Linked DNA regions of Mus musculus: region 2 is linked to region 1. A link is a contact called in public Hi-C data. All regions are on one chromosome and are shown on one strand. The core of a region is the stretch at or near the end of the contact, and the rest is flanking DNA. Distances in the headings are between cores, read along the strand shown.

What was found. Hi-C and Micro-C count contacts between places; a contact is called where the count stands out from the background.
Region 2: a contact with region 1 is called in a Hi-C map of cerebellum, with 2.2 times the contacts expected there. The contact joins the enhancer-like site here to the promoter of Insm1 in region 1. A contact is called at or near these places in 1 of 39 promoter capture datasets (the C10 cell line), 5 of 484 Hi-C or Micro-C datasets (the N1E-115 cell line, cerebellum, cortical neurons and 2 more), 1 of 115 datasets of contacts at active chromatin or transcription factors (embryonic stem cells) and 3 of 9 other capture datasets (adipose tissue, liver and pancreatic islet).

Annotation. Positions count from the first base shown.
Region 1 is chr2:146,220,193-146,224,008 of GRCm38.p6, reverse strand. It overlaps Insm1 (insulinoma-associated 1), which reads right to left and starts at 2,012. Exons shown (of 1, transcript NM_016889.3): 1 at 1-2,012. The coding sequence starts at 1,743. The coding sequence ends at 178.
Region 2 is chr2:146,167,112-146,170,927 of GRCm38.p6, reverse strand. The region is part of intron 25 of Cfap61 (cilia and flagella associated protein 61); the gene reads right to left. Among named protein-coding and RNA genes, the nearest start is that of Insm1, 53 kb to the left of the region's middle. Within about 2 kb of position 2,232, at least 41 of the 459 cell types and tissues checked have an H3K27ac peak or open chromatin away from gene starts, as enhancers often do. A contact at or near this core is called in the N1E-115 cell line and cerebellum, where this site is marked.

The DNA of each region.
Region 1 (3,816 bases), core at 763-3,262:
CAAAGGAGTCACAGCGAGAAGACCAGGTGGTCATGCTCCACCGAAGCGAAGCGAAGAGGACACTTTCACCCTGGAATGGGAGTAGGGGACCCCCAGATCAGGCATGGGGGGCGCTCTCTCTTTGTGGGTCTCCGAGTGAAGGCACAGTTCTGGGGGCCCCCGGACCGAGGGCGCACTCTAGCAGGCCGGACGCACAGGCACCTGAAGGAGGATCACCTGTCTATTCTCAGACGGGTGGCACTTGTTGATGTGCCGGGTCAGGCCCGGGGAGCTGTAGAAGGTGGCCGGGCAGTACTTGCAGGGGAACACCTGGGCAGCGTGCAGCAGGCGCAGGTGGCGCTCCTGGGCGCCCTTGCTGGGGAAGGTCTCCCCGCACACTGGGCACAGGTGGCACTGGGCGGTCGCACTCAGGCCCAGCACGCCGGCCGCCTCGCCGTCGCCCGAGGCCTCCTGGGGCGCCTTTTCGTCGGGCCCCGCGTAGAAAGCCAGGATGTCCTCGGCGGGGGGTGGCGGCGGCGGCGGGGGCGGGGGCGCGCCTTTGGCCTGCAGCGCCTGGTGATGTGCCAGCAGGTGCTTGCGCAGATAGGCCTGGCGACGGAACTTCTTGGCGCAGTGGTGGCACTCGTAGAGCCCGTCCTCGGAGCCTGACTCGGATACGCCGCCAGGGCTCGGCGTGTCCCGATCGCTGCTGCCGCCGCCCGCAGCCTCGCGCGCCTCCGCCCTGGTGGCGGCTTCTGGCTCTGGCGCGCGGGCCGCCGCGGGCACCGGCCGTGGTTTGTGCCAGCGGCGGTGCGAGGCCAGGTTGGCCGGGCAGCTGAAGACCTTGGCGCACTCTGGGCAGCGGTACTCCACGCGCACGATGCGCGAGCACTTGTGCTGCGCCAGCGCGAACGGGTCAGCGTACTCCTCCTTGCACAGCTGGCAGATGAACTCGCCCAGGGGTCGGGTCGCGCCCCCCGCGCGACCCCGCGGCGCCTCCACCGGGCCCTCCTTGATCTTGAGCCCCAGAACCGGCGACGTGGTCACCTCGTCCTCGAAGTGCAGCTTGCGGATGGCCTTCGGCTTTTTGGCGCTCGGGGCCTTGGCTGCCTTGGCGGGCGGCTCTGTAGCGACAGCGGCGGGGGGCGCCGGTCGCTTGCCCGGGGGCCGCAGGGCCGCGGCGGGGGACAGTGGAGGACCGGTCCCAGGACCCCGGGCCGCCTCGGCGCCGGCGGAGAACGCAGTGCCCATCTTGAGCTCGGCGGGAGCGAAGAGCAGCGCGTCTCCGCCGCAGGTGCCGCCGCCGCCGCCGCCAGCGCCGTTGGCGCCGCTGCCTCCCCCTGCGAGCAGCGCGGCGGGCGTGGGGAAGGACTCAGCGGACACCGGCGAGCCCAGGTTGAAGCTGCGCTCGAAGTACTTGTGCTTCTCGTGCTCGCGGCTCACCGGCCGCGTGGGACTGTAGAGAGGCGCCGGGTGCGCAGCCTCGGGGTTGCCGAAGTGCGCGGCCCGCGGGCCTGGCGGGGGTGGCGGCGGCGGGCCTGGCGCGCAGGCGAGCGCGGCGGCGAGCGCAGCATGGGCGCGCTCCGCGAGCGCCGGCGGCGGAGGTGGCGGCAGCGGCCCGGGGCTGGGCACCGGGGGCTCGGCGCGGGCGCCCCCGCAGCCGGGTGACAGCAGCAGCGCCCGGTCACTGTCCTCGCCGCCGCGGACCCGGTAGGACACGGGCGTGGACTTCTTGCTGCGCTTCACCAGAAACCCGCGGGGCATGTTGGCGCGGTGAAAAGGGCGACGCACTGGTTGGGTCCCACCTCCGTGCTCGGCCCTGGCGGCCCTCAGTGACCCCAGCCCATCGCCTGCACGCGGCGGCTTCGGGACTCCCGCAGTGCCCGCGGCTGCTGGCCCGGCTCTGCGCTCCGCACGCGCGTCCCTGTCCCCGGGCCCGGGCGCCGCTCCCTTTTAACGGGGGGAGGGGGCCATTGTTCTCGCCTCCCGCTTCCCCCAGAGCCAATCAGAGCGTCCGCAGCTCCTCCGCCGACGAGGGCGGGAGGGCGACGGAGCGGCAAAAAAGGGGCCGGGACTCGAGGGTCGCCCGGTAGGTGCGGCAGATGTACCTGAGGGCGCGGGGCCCCAGCGCGCGCCCCTCGGCCGCCCCGCCCCGCCCCGCCCCGCCGCGCCCGGCGCCGCCGCCCCGCCTGGCCCAGGCACACGCCCGGCCCCGCCTCCCTTCACGGTCTGCTGCTCCTCTATGGGGAGGCGCACGTGCCTGGGCTTTGTGTGTCTCCTCCGGGGGGCGCGGAGCCGCCAAATGGGCCCGTCCATCAGCACGACAATGTGCGCCCCCCTCCCGCGCGAGGATTACCCGCGGGTCGCGAGCTAAATAGCAACAAAGGAGAAGAATGGCCCCAAATATGTCAGGAGGGTTCAATCCGCGAGCCGGAGCCCAGGGGGAAATTGGGCGCGCTGATGGGGTGGGGGCAGGGGCGACCCGAGGGCCGCGGCTGCTGCGGGAGAAGGGCGCGGGAGCTCCGCGCGTCGTATGGAAAATCATCGGCAAGGGGAACGCGCAACTCAACTCCGGACAGCCAGTGGCCCGACCGTGCTCTGGCCGCGGGAACCCGGGCTTCAGAGAGTAAACACGTTGAGCCAGCGGGCTTCGGCGGAGCGCCGGGTCTGGGCTCACGGGCTCAACCTGCCGGCGGGCCTCGAAAGCTTCTCTCGAGTTGGAGAAACTGTTGGCATAGCACGTTTTCGATCGCCCTCGGATGCGAGGCTGCATCCCTGGCCTGCTGGCTGGCTTCCAAAAGGAACTTGAATATCTGAAGTTACGTTCCTTTCCCTAATATGCCTGAAGCCGGAGGATTGGCATCTTTGCCAGGGTCGGACCCAGGCTTCAGGAGCCTCCTCGCTGTCCAGGGCGTAGGCAACGCCTGTGGAGTTGACCCAAGTGGGCCACGCACGGTGAAGTTGGTTTTCACCCTCTGCGCAGCCTCATGCATTTTCATTCTGAGCGGGCATTTTGTCTGTGGGTTGACATCAGATGCTAAATCAAGGGCTCCAATCAAGGCGCTGCGGAATAAAGCAACCGCCTGTCTGGGCGCGGGGGCCCCCCCCCCCCGGAGTCGTGCCCCCTTCACCTTTGTGAAGGAAATTAACCTCCCGCTATTGAGCGCGGGTCGCGGCCAATCTGGACGCAAAAGAGACGCGTGCTGCCGGGGGTGTGGGGAGGTGGGGGTGGCCAATCTGTCCTCAGAGGGAGCCTGCAGCCTGAGAGGACCAGCCGCTTCCTCCCGTGCCACTGGCAAGAGACAACAACGAAGGACACCCCTGGTACACACACGCCACACTAGACGCCAGATTTGGACCCAGACCCGGCAACTTGTCTAGGGATCTCTTCCCTGCTAATGGCTGAGAAAACACAGAAGGTTCTTTTCTTGGGGAAAGAAGTAGATCCCTAAGAAGCCCCTCACCAGGGAACAAATAGCCAAGACGCATCAAATGTCATAGCTGTAGAGAAAATGTCACTTTACTCAAAGTGAGAGAAACATTTTTTCCCTCTTGAAGTGAGCCTAGATTTTTGCTGAGTTTGACTTAGATTAAATTCCACTGAAGGCATTTAATCGTTTTGGGGTTTCCCTCTGAAAATACCCTGGCTTGGAAATTAAATAGTGGTTTTGGTTTTTTGTTTGTTTTTTGTTTTTTCAACAGAATCCACTTGAGTAGTACATTGTAATGGGGACAGTTGTCAAGGTGAGTTAACTCAGAGGAAAGAAATCTTATGATTTTATATCCATGATTTTTTTTAAAACCACCAACTGAAGAGAGAAAAATATATAAAGTGTT
Region 2 (3,816 bases), core at 983-3,482, 53 kb after region 1:
TCAGTTAGCTCTTCACCACTCATCAAAATACCTGAGATGACCAAGTTTTCACAGAAATGGTTTCTTCTGGCACAGGGCTTTAGAGATTTGTGTAACTATTTCCTCTAGGTGTACCATGACCATTAGCCATCATGAAGTAGAATGATTGAAGTGACCTGTGGCAGAACACTCTGCGTCCAGTCATGGCAATGAAAGAGGCCAAACAGTGCGGTGATGGCTAGATCCATGGTGATGTGATGAAGCTGTTGCCATTTCCCTGTAGAACTGGAGCTGGTCAGAGTCCCAGCTGACCTTCCACTCACTGCTCCCTCTTGCCCTCAAGCTGTGTGTATGATCTTGGGGTTGCTAGAGCATCCCGGAAGCACAGGTTGGCCTTGGGTTCAGCTTTTGAGAGTCATCATCCATGCTGGGATGGGATTTGATGATGTCATAGCTGTCTGGGAGTGACCCATGTTCATGGAAGTGAAATCCAGGGAGCTCCCTGCTTCACCAAGCTGGTCTTGACGAGAACCCTTTCCTCCATCTGTTGATAGCCTGTTTGGATGGAGCTGGTGCATCTCCTCAGGAGGACACACCCCAGGACTCCAGTCCTTGGCTGGGTCCACCCACTGCTGTTTAGGCCTCTGGTGGAGGCACTGAATAGCTTTGGAGGGAAGGTGGCTAGAAAAACTGTTCACCTCATGATCAGGACAAGAGAAAAAAAGAGCCTTGTCCTACTTGTTGGGAGCACCCCATGACCTGAAGACCTCCCTTTATGCCCCATCTCTTCAAAACATAGTAATAATAATAATAATTTATTATTGGTAGTTAGATTTTGAAAGGTCTCTGGAGATGGGTATAGAAGTTTAGTATTCAAGTTACTACCTTACAATAGCAAAAGGCCATGGAGCATTTAAAAAATAGAAAGAGAGGGAGAAAAAGAGGGAGGGAGAGAGAGAGAACGTGTGTGTGCTCCATCCAGCTTCCAGTCATAAGCACATGGCCTTGACTGAAGGCTAATAATTAGGGGACTGTAGGCCGTGGGCCTGCTGCATCCTACTTTGCAGTTCCAAAGAGAGAGACCGCACAAGGTAGCTTTCCTGAGGGAACAACTTCTGGAGTCTGACAGTTCAAAAAGGTAATGGCAGCCTTTTAAAGGGCCTGCTCGAGCTCCATTTAGAATATTGTGCAGAGCAGCACTTACCCACTAAAAGTAGGCTGTGGAGTGTTCAGGAAGCGTGCGGGAGAGATGGCGCTGCTCACAGGGGGAGAGGCCGTCAGGGCCGCTTTGAGAGCTGAGATGTTAAGATGTGAAAGGAGGTGATTTAATCAAGGCTATGAGTATCTGATGGGCTCCCACAATGAAGCTGGGGCAAGACCCATTCAGGCTGAGAGGACAAAGGATGCTACAGACTGCTAATTAAGGGTAAGGGGTGGGGGAGTCAGCAGGCATGACCTTTCTTTTGCAGGGTCATCCATAAGTGAGGCTAAAAAGATGAGCTACAGTTAAGAAAGCAGGAAAAAAAAATGTGGTGAACGCCTTGTTAAAGTCTGTGACAGGCCACATCTCAGCAGACTGCCTCAGCCAGCCACTCTCTCCCACCTGGCCTTCTCCTTGAGGTTGCTGCCACCTCTGATGACCTGGGAAGGAGGAGCAGACCCAGCCAGGAAGAAGGTCCTGTTTACTGTAAACCTGTCAAGGGACTTAAGACAGACACTGGCAGGCTTGAGCGTGTGGCTCTGTGCCTATGTGTATGTGTCTGTGTGCATATGTGAGTGTACATGTGAGTGTGTGTGCATGATATATGCACACCTGGGATGTCAGCTATACAAATGCTTCAAGGACAAGATTGGGGAAGGAACAGATTTTAGTGACATATTATGTGATTTTTAAAATGGTGGTTGATTTAAAAAGGTCTATATTATTTTTCCAAAGTGGTAAATCAATCAATCAATCAATCACAATCAAATATCCTGCCCCAAGGCACAGAGTAGTGAGGAGTGTTCTCCCTTGCCTTCTGGCGAATCGGTTCTGTCTGTCTGTCTGTCTGTCTGTCTGTCTCTCTCTCTCTCACACACACACAGTGGGTTAAATAGTTCTTACACACCCAAGTAGAGAATTAGTTCTCCCTCTATAGTGCCAGTAGTTTGTCCTGGCATGTGAGGTAGAGACAAAGAATAAAGCACAGACGAGCTGAGCTGAGCCAGCCTGGGCTGCAGAACCCCAGCTGCTATGGCCCTGTGGCCGCCGCCTGCTGTGCATCACTCTGGCTGACTGCTCAGTTGTCACCCCACATTCCCTCGTGGCTCTAAGTGAGTCTCTGCTCCTGAGGTCATGGGGGTCTCACAAAGGTCCCGAGAGCTTCTCTGAATCAGAAAGGAGCTGTTCTTGGAGAAACACAGAGCACTGGATACCATCAGCCCTGCCAACAGGGAGGAAGGTGTCCTCAGTGTGGTGGATGGCTGAGGAAATGCAGCTGTCTTGGAATGAGACACATGGCTGGTGCAGCCAAGGTCAGGAAAACAATTGGTAATCAGATCTTGGCCAAAATCAGCTGAGCCATTCACCCTGCGTGGAAAGGGCCAAGTCAGCCTGTCTGACAACAGGCAGGGAGAACAGTACTGGGCCAAGAATCAGCGCCTCGGCCTGGCAGTACTTTGTGGCACTTGAGAAGAATGTGGCTGCAGCTGCGTGGGTACATGCCTGCCAAGGCATGGTGGGATCCTCAGGGCCTCGCTTACAAATGCGTGGCCAGCATCTTCCTACCCCCTGCTTCTTTCTGACAGATGTCAATCGGCACTGCCTGTTATCAAGTACTGTCCAGTCTTATTTGGCCATCCTGAACATCCACTCTTAACCGACCAACCAAATTAACTTTTATAATTATTAGCATCATCAGACAACAGCTGCGCCCTGACTCCTGGCCTCCAGCTCACCAGTGTTTCAGGGAGAAAACAAGTCAGCTGGGGCTTTGACTCTGGCTGAATGGGAAAACATTCTTTTTTTTTTTCCACATTAGATTGCTAGCATCTCATTTACCACTGAGTAGGTTTTGTTTAAAAGGAAGGAAGGAAGGAAGGAAGAGTCCCTGGAACTCAGATGTTTCAAGGAACATTGACTGGCAGCAGTGATGGAGTCCTATCATGAGCTAAGAAGAAAATGAATTTGCTTTTTAAATACCTGTTATTTATTTATTTATTTATTTATTTATTTATTTATTTATTTATTTATTTATTTGTTCACTCTCGCTGACAGGTGAATTACACACAAATAGATAAAAAGAGCAGCCCCTCAGTTAAATGACATTATTGCTCTTCTGACCTAACAGGTATCTACAGACCATTCCATCCCAACACTACAGGATACACACTTTTCTCAGTAGCTCACAGGACTCTTTCTATAACAATTTATGCACTAGGAAGCAAAACAGGTTTTTAAAATATAAGGAGATACAGACAAGTTCTCATCCTCTACCTGACCGCAATGGGATGGAATCTGAGAACTACTGCAGGAGAAACTATAGAGTAAACACAAACTCACAAAGACTGGACACTGCACCACTGAATGGGGGTCATCAAAGAAATCAAGAAGGAAACTTAAAGATTTCTAGAATTGAATAAAAAAAGGAAAACGCACCATAACCAAACCCATGGGATAAAATGCAAGCAACCCTAATGGGGAAGTTTACAGCCGCAAGTACCTAAGTTCAAAAGTTAGAGAGATGGAAAATAAGTAGCAATGTATCTTAGGTCTTGGGAAAAGGAGACCAAGCCAAACCCAAGAATCGGTAGCTAGAAAGAAGCGTGATCCAGTCAGAAGTGAATGAACTAGAAACA